Regions from separate parts of the Ovis aries genome. Here region 2 is linked to region 1. Evidence: chromatin contacts called from public Hi-C data. All regions are on one chromosome and are shown on one strand. The core of a region is the stretch at or near the end of the contact, and the rest is flanking DNA. Distances in the headings are between cores, read along the strand shown. Region 1 holds the start of KCNMA1 (potassium calcium-activated channel subfamily M alpha 1). Region 2 has its middle 54 kb from the start of KCNMA1.

Region 1 (3,048 bases), core at 333-2,832:
AGAGAAAGAGAGCTTCCTTTCACCCTTGTGTGTAACCTATAGCGCCTGTCTTACCTGCTCCCTCTCAGAAGCAATTAAGGAGGCTGCTACAAGTTGCCGTGCCCTGTGGAAGTTTGTGGGGTCCTCGGACTAACTTTATTAGAAAAGACGTGAGCATTCCCACCGAGATGGGCTTCTACCTTGCACCGTCGGCTGTCCCTCTCTGATCCCGGGTCCCTCTGAACACGCTAGCACTGGTTAGACCCCTAGATTAAAACGTGGTCTAAACAGAAAGCAGCTCGGTCACTCTTTTTTTTTCCCAGTTCTTTTTTTATTCTGCAGTTTTCTATGAAAAGCTGCCCCCCCCGCACCTTCAGCCAGTGCGGGGGATGGGGGGGTGGGGTGGAGAGAGGACATCTCTAGGGACACGACGCGACAGACCAGGCATTCAGCCTAGCAACCGTGCATAAGGTGTAGTGAGCCTGGGTGCTGGTGGGCGTCTCTGCGCCAGGAATAGCCGACATCCAGCCACCTCAACAACGTCGGGGAGGAGGCTCGCGTGAGAACCGCGGCCTTGGCCGGCTCTCGGTGGTCCACCTCCCGCTCCAGTGCCACGCTGGCGGTGGCATTTTCGCGGACCTAAAGGCGGTGGCCTGGGGGCGAGAACACAGATGCCGAAGAACGTGGAGCGGGGGTCAGTTCCAGGAGAATATCTAAGAGTCACAGAGGGAGGGGATGTCAGGCTTGCCACCTCGCTGCATTCCTAAAGCGGCAGCCTCCGCGGATTGCCTCTAAAAGTGGGATGCTACTCCCCAACTTTCTCTCGCCCCTCCAGGTGCCCCACGCCCTCTGGTCATGTTCCTCCCTTGGGATTCCCTAGTTCCAAAAGAGGTCCTCCCTTGCCTGTAGGATTTTCCTTTTCTGATTCCACCTCCCCAACAGGTTTCTAAAGTGTGAGTTGACGTGCTCCCTCTCGCCCACCACAAGGAGCCCAGCCCAGGCAGGTGAGCCGCGCGGAAAGCTCACCCACGGCCCCCAGCTTGTTCGGTGCCCGCCCGGTGGGCTCTCCCTAACTCCGCACCACCGGCCCCGAGCGGCGCGCGTCCCCCGTCTCGGCCCCAGCCGCTGCCGCAAACAACCCTATAATAAATTAAAAGGTCGGGATGGGGCGTCCGCGTCCCGGAGCGCATCCGTTGGGGGGCAATTCCTCACCCTCGGTGCGCCGGCCGCTGCCCCAGTTGGCGGGCGCCGGGAGAGCGGAGGGAAGGGAAGACGGCGAGGGGCAGGCAGGCAAGGATGGAGGGAGGCACGGCGCGCCGAGGGGCAAGGAGGTGGGCTGCAGGGGACGCCGAGAAGCGGCGGGGCTGGCGCAGGGAGGAGGCGCCCGGGGCGCGCGTTACCTTCGTTTTGCCCCCGCAGTGGCAGCAAACGGTCCACAGGTACTTGAGCGTCCTCCAGAGCAAGATGATGAAGAGGCCGCCGAAGAAAGTCACCATGGAGGAGGCGAGGAAAGCCCACCACATGCGCTGGCCCCGGCTGTCGCACGGCACCTCCATAGTCACCGGGATGATGAGCGCATCCATCTTGGGCTCGTGGACCGAGGACGAGGACGAGGAGGAGGAGGAAGAGGAGGAGGAGGAGGACGCGTCTAGGCTGAGATGGTTCGCGTGGATATTGCTGCTCATTCTAAGACTGCTGCCTCCGCCGCCGCCGCCGCCGCCGCCGCCACCATTTGCCATAGCTAGCAACGGGCAGCCGGCGCAGGGGCTCGGGGGAGCGCCTCCCGCCGCCGGCACCGCCCCGAACACCCCTCAACAGCCATATTGCTGCTGCTGCTGCCGCCGCGGAGCGCGAGAAGGGGGCGGGGAGGCGCCTGGGCTCGGGGCGCTGTGCGCGACCTGGCGGGGTGCGCCGAGATATATACAGCGGGCCGCCGCCGCCGCCCGCCCTCCCCCCGGCCGCCCGCCCGTCCGGGGGGGAGGGGGACGGAGCGCGCGGGCAGATCCCCTCCCAGGCCCGCGCCCCGCTCGTCCCGGGCTGCGCCGGCCCCGAGCGCCGAGAGCGAGGGGGCGCCGCGGGCCGCCGGCGCCCGGGGTCTGCGCCGCCCCCGGGCCCGCCCCGGCTCTGCGCGCCCGCCCGGGTGCCCTCGGCTCCGCGCCGCGCCGCCCGCCGTGCGCCACGCGTGTGCGCCGCGCTCCGGCCCGGGCCCCCTCCCCGCACGCCGCTCGGGCAGCTAGCCCGCCGCTCTGGGCTTATTAGGCGGCGACTCGTTAATAACGTCTCATCAGCCCCCTCTCGGGCACCCCCGCGCCAGCCCCTCCTCTCCCGGCTGCGCTCGGCTCCCGCTCTCCGCCCCGGTGTGCGTCGGGCCGCGGCAGGTTCACCGCGCCTGGCCCGCCGCCGACGCCGCTAGCCCGTGCTCCCGGGATCCCCGAGCCGCGTCGCCACGCCACTGAGCCTCCTCGGCCTTCGTTCGATCTTCCTCTCCGCTTGCTCAGGCTCCTCCTCGTCCCCGTCCTCGCCTCCCGAGCCTCTTCTGCGCGCTCCCCGCGGCCGCCAGCAACAGCAGCTGCAGCAACTGGAGCCGGCGCGGGCTCAGGCCGCCCGAGGCGGGAGGGGAGGAGGCTCGCCAGGCTGGCTCGCCTCAGCTCCGGGCTGGGCAGGGGGCCGGCAGACCCCTTGGCGGCGGCCTGGCACGCACCCCTGAGTCCCAGTGCGAAGGGTACAGAGCCCCAAACCCAGGCGCAGGACCCGACACCTCTCTCCAAGGTGCTGCGCCCCCAGCCGAGCGCCCTGGAGCGCCCTAGGAGGACCGTCGGGCGCCCGTGGCAGGCCGATTTCCCCAAAGCAGACCCCGGTGGGGAGGGGAGAAGTAACCAGCTGTTGATTGCACAGGCCGGACGCCCCAAGATGCTCGGGCTTCGGGAGTGAGGCGGACCCTTCTCCAGGATACACACCCTCGACCGACCCCTATCCATGCCTCCCTGTCGAGGCGACAGGCTCTCCCTGTCGCCTTCTTAGGTGCCCCGGTCCCCCTGCCGGCCTGGCGCTGGCCTGTGCCCTTTGACA
Region 2 (3,048 bases), core at 257-2,756, 54 kb after region 1:
GACAGAGGCAAACAGAAGGTGGGAGAAGCAGAAAGCACCAAAAGACACGAGGTTAAGAGAGCCGTTAGCCCGCTTTCCCAAACCTCAGTACTGGCCGGCAGCCCTGAGACAGCCCCCAAAGAGCCAGGAAACGTGCAAGGGCGCTGCGAAACATTTCCTGTTGCAAACGCATATGCGATTCATAGCCCTTCTGAATTCCATGTGTAGACACTCATTTATCCAATTTCTTCTTAGAAATTGTGATTTATTTCCAGTAAATCTTCACACCAGCTAGAAAAACTCCCCCATCCTTCAGAATCTCTCTGTGCTCTCCCTAAATATGTGTTCCTCCGCCGCCCTCCTCTGCACCACCCTGGCAAGGCGCTTCTGTGAAGGCAGATGGTACCAGCTCAGAACTGACCCCAGCCCAGCCTGGAGGAAGGCAGAGCTGTTGATGAGTCAGCAGGGTCTGCACTGAAGCATCTGGCCCCAATTACCAAGATGGAAACGGCTTCCTCACATCGCTCACAGCCCAACAGGAAGCACTCCGCGCGGTCTGCCCCAAGCCTGCTGTTATTCATGCGTGCATTTTCATTTAGCTACAGAAGAGGGATGAGCAAAGAGCATAGAATAATCCTTTTCTTTTGAGAGAGAAAAATGGGATCGAGGGAGGTGACATGACTTTCCTAAGGTCACCGACCAGTCAACAAAGCTCTCGCTGGGGCAGGTTTCCTGGTGTTCAAGCAACAAGCTTCTCAGTGTGGTTGAAATTCGCATGGAGTCACATTCCTCACCTCCTTTTTTCCCCCCCGCCCTAATTTTACTTTCTCCCGGAGCTCAGACTAGAGGGGAGCTGGTTTCATTCCATCAATCTGTCATTTATTGACTCACTCATTCAACATGTGCCGGGCTCAAGAGACCCATGAGTCATCTGACCAAATCCTTCCCATCCAGCGTCAGTGGGCTCTTTGATTCTAAGAAACAGAAACTGACTCTAGCTCACCAAAGCAATTTTTTTTTTTTTTTAAGAAAGAAATGATTTGGAGATAGGGAAGCTCATAGTACTGGAGAAAAACTGAAGACTTGGGTCCCTGACAGGACAGGTTCCAGAGGTCTTAGGAACCGGAATCCTTGGTTGGCGGCTTGAGGGGTCACATGCTCCCAGCCCCCGCACCCTACTCCCCAAGGTATGCAAGACAAGCAAGAGGCCAGTCTCCATTTTGCTGAAATGTTGCTTAACTGGCAACTGGACAAGATCTCCTGAGGCCACACCGGACACCCAAGGAGCATTCATCACCTACGCCATTAGGAACATTCAGACCCTCTGCATCAGCAGCGGCCAGGTGGGGAGGTGGGACTCACAAGCTGAGCAGCAGGCATCGCATCTCAATGATGTAATGTGGAGCCTGGTACTCTTGAGCCTCCCTCAACCACAGCCGATGGGGGCTCCCCTTGCCCTCCTCTTCAAGAGGCTGATGAATGGTCAGCTCTGAGTCAGCGATGGGGGAGGAGATGGCACGACAATCCATCTAGAGCTGGATGATCCTGAGCAATCGCCTTAGTGCAACTGTCTTATTTAACAGAAGACCCTGGGCCCAAGAGGTTCACAGAGCTGATAGATGACAATCAGGATCCAGAAACCAGGTCCCCTCCCATCTTAAAAACACAGTGCTCTCTTGATTACGGGCTTCCCTGATAGCTCAGTTGGTAAAGAATCCACCTGCAATGCAGGAGACCCTGGTTCAGTTCCTGGGTCCGCAGGAGAAGGGTCGACTCTACCACGAGAAGCAGAGGTGGTGAGGCAAGGGACAGACAGGAAAGGGGGCATATTTCCTCATGAACTAGTCTGCTCCGGAGACAGATCTGATCTGATGGTAAACAGTAAACTTTGTCACAGAGAGGCGGGGCAGGTTGCCCAGGGCGCACAGCCGGTGTAACCAAGCTGGGATTGAAGCCGGGCAGTCAGTTTGGCGGGCTTGCTGGGCTGCTGTGGGTCCCCACCATGCCCAGACAGCTCCCCAGAGGACCCCAGGGCTCTGGCTGTCACTGCCCTTTGGGACCTGCCTCTAAGCTTCCCAACTTCAACTGTTGCTGATATCACCACAAAGTACCTCGATAAGCTCTGGCAATTATAAACTTTTGGTTTGTCTGGTTTATTGATTAAAGAGCTCTTATACAGAGCCAGACTGCAATGTTTCAGGTTTCTTAAAAGATACAGAATTTTCACACCAGTACAGAAGAAAGCTGAGCACCGAAGAATTGATGCTTTTGAACTGTGGTGTTGGAGAAGACTCTTGAGAGTCCCTTGGGCTGCAAGAAGATCCAACCAGTCCATCCTAAAGTGTTCATTGGAAGGACTGATGTTGGAGCTGAAACTCCAGTACTTTGGCCACCTCATGCAAAGAGGTGACTCATTGGAAAAGACCCTAATGCTGGGAGGGATTAGGGGCAGGAGGAGAAGGGGACGACAAAGGATGAGATGGCTGGATGGCATCACCGACTCGATGGACATGGGTCTGGGTAAACTCTGGGAGTTGGTGATGGACAGGGAGGCCTGATGTGCTGCGATTCATGGGGTCACAAAGAGTTGGACACGACTGAGCGGCTGAACTGAACTGAACTGATAGTGTATAAGGGCCATTCGTTTTCTTCCCATCTGTTTCATGCCACCCATAATGCACTAAGGAGTTGCATTTGACCCTAAGCTCAAGGAGTGGCCACCTCTGCAACCTAAATAAGCCCAAGGATGATGGGTCCCATTCATCAACACTTCCTAGCATGATAATCTACCAGACACTGAGGGACACCAGGGGGTCAGATATGATCTCTGCATTCAAAGAACGCATAGTCTCCTGGAACCACCGAGCGCAAACAATCGTTACGATACAGCACAGAGTGGCACTGCAGAAGGGTCCAAATGCTCTGATTAGAGAAAGAATGAGAACCCAGCTCTGAGCAAAGAAGCAGGAAAAGAGTCTGAGGAGACTGGGGTTCAACTGCACACAGCCCAGCCGTCCGGACAGCCTCAGAGGAGGTGAGGAGACACTGGAAGGCTCGAGGTGGGGGGTC

What was found. Hi-C and Micro-C count contacts between places; a contact is called where the count stands out from the background.
Region 2: a contact with region 1 is called in a Hi-C map of mixed tissues, with 5 times the contacts expected there. The contact joins the enhancer-like site here to the promoter of KCNMA1 in region 1. A contact is called at or near these places in 2 of 16 Hi-C or Micro-C datasets (liver and mixed tissues).

Annotation. Positions count from the first base shown.
Region 1 is chr25:32,578,823-32,581,870 of ARS-UI_Ramb_v3.0, forward strand. It overlaps KCNMA1 (potassium calcium-activated channel subfamily M alpha 1), which reads right to left and starts at 1,583. Exons shown (of 27, transcript NM_001303455.1): 1 at 1,380-1,583. The coding sequence starts at 1,562.
Region 2 is chr25:32,633,290-32,636,337 of ARS-UI_Ramb_v3.0, forward strand. No RefSeq gene overlaps it. Among named protein-coding and RNA genes, the nearest start is that of KCNMA1, 54 kb to the left of the region's middle. Within about 2 kb of position 1,507, at least 4 of the 54 cell types and tissues checked have an H3K27ac peak or open chromatin away from gene starts, as enhancers often do.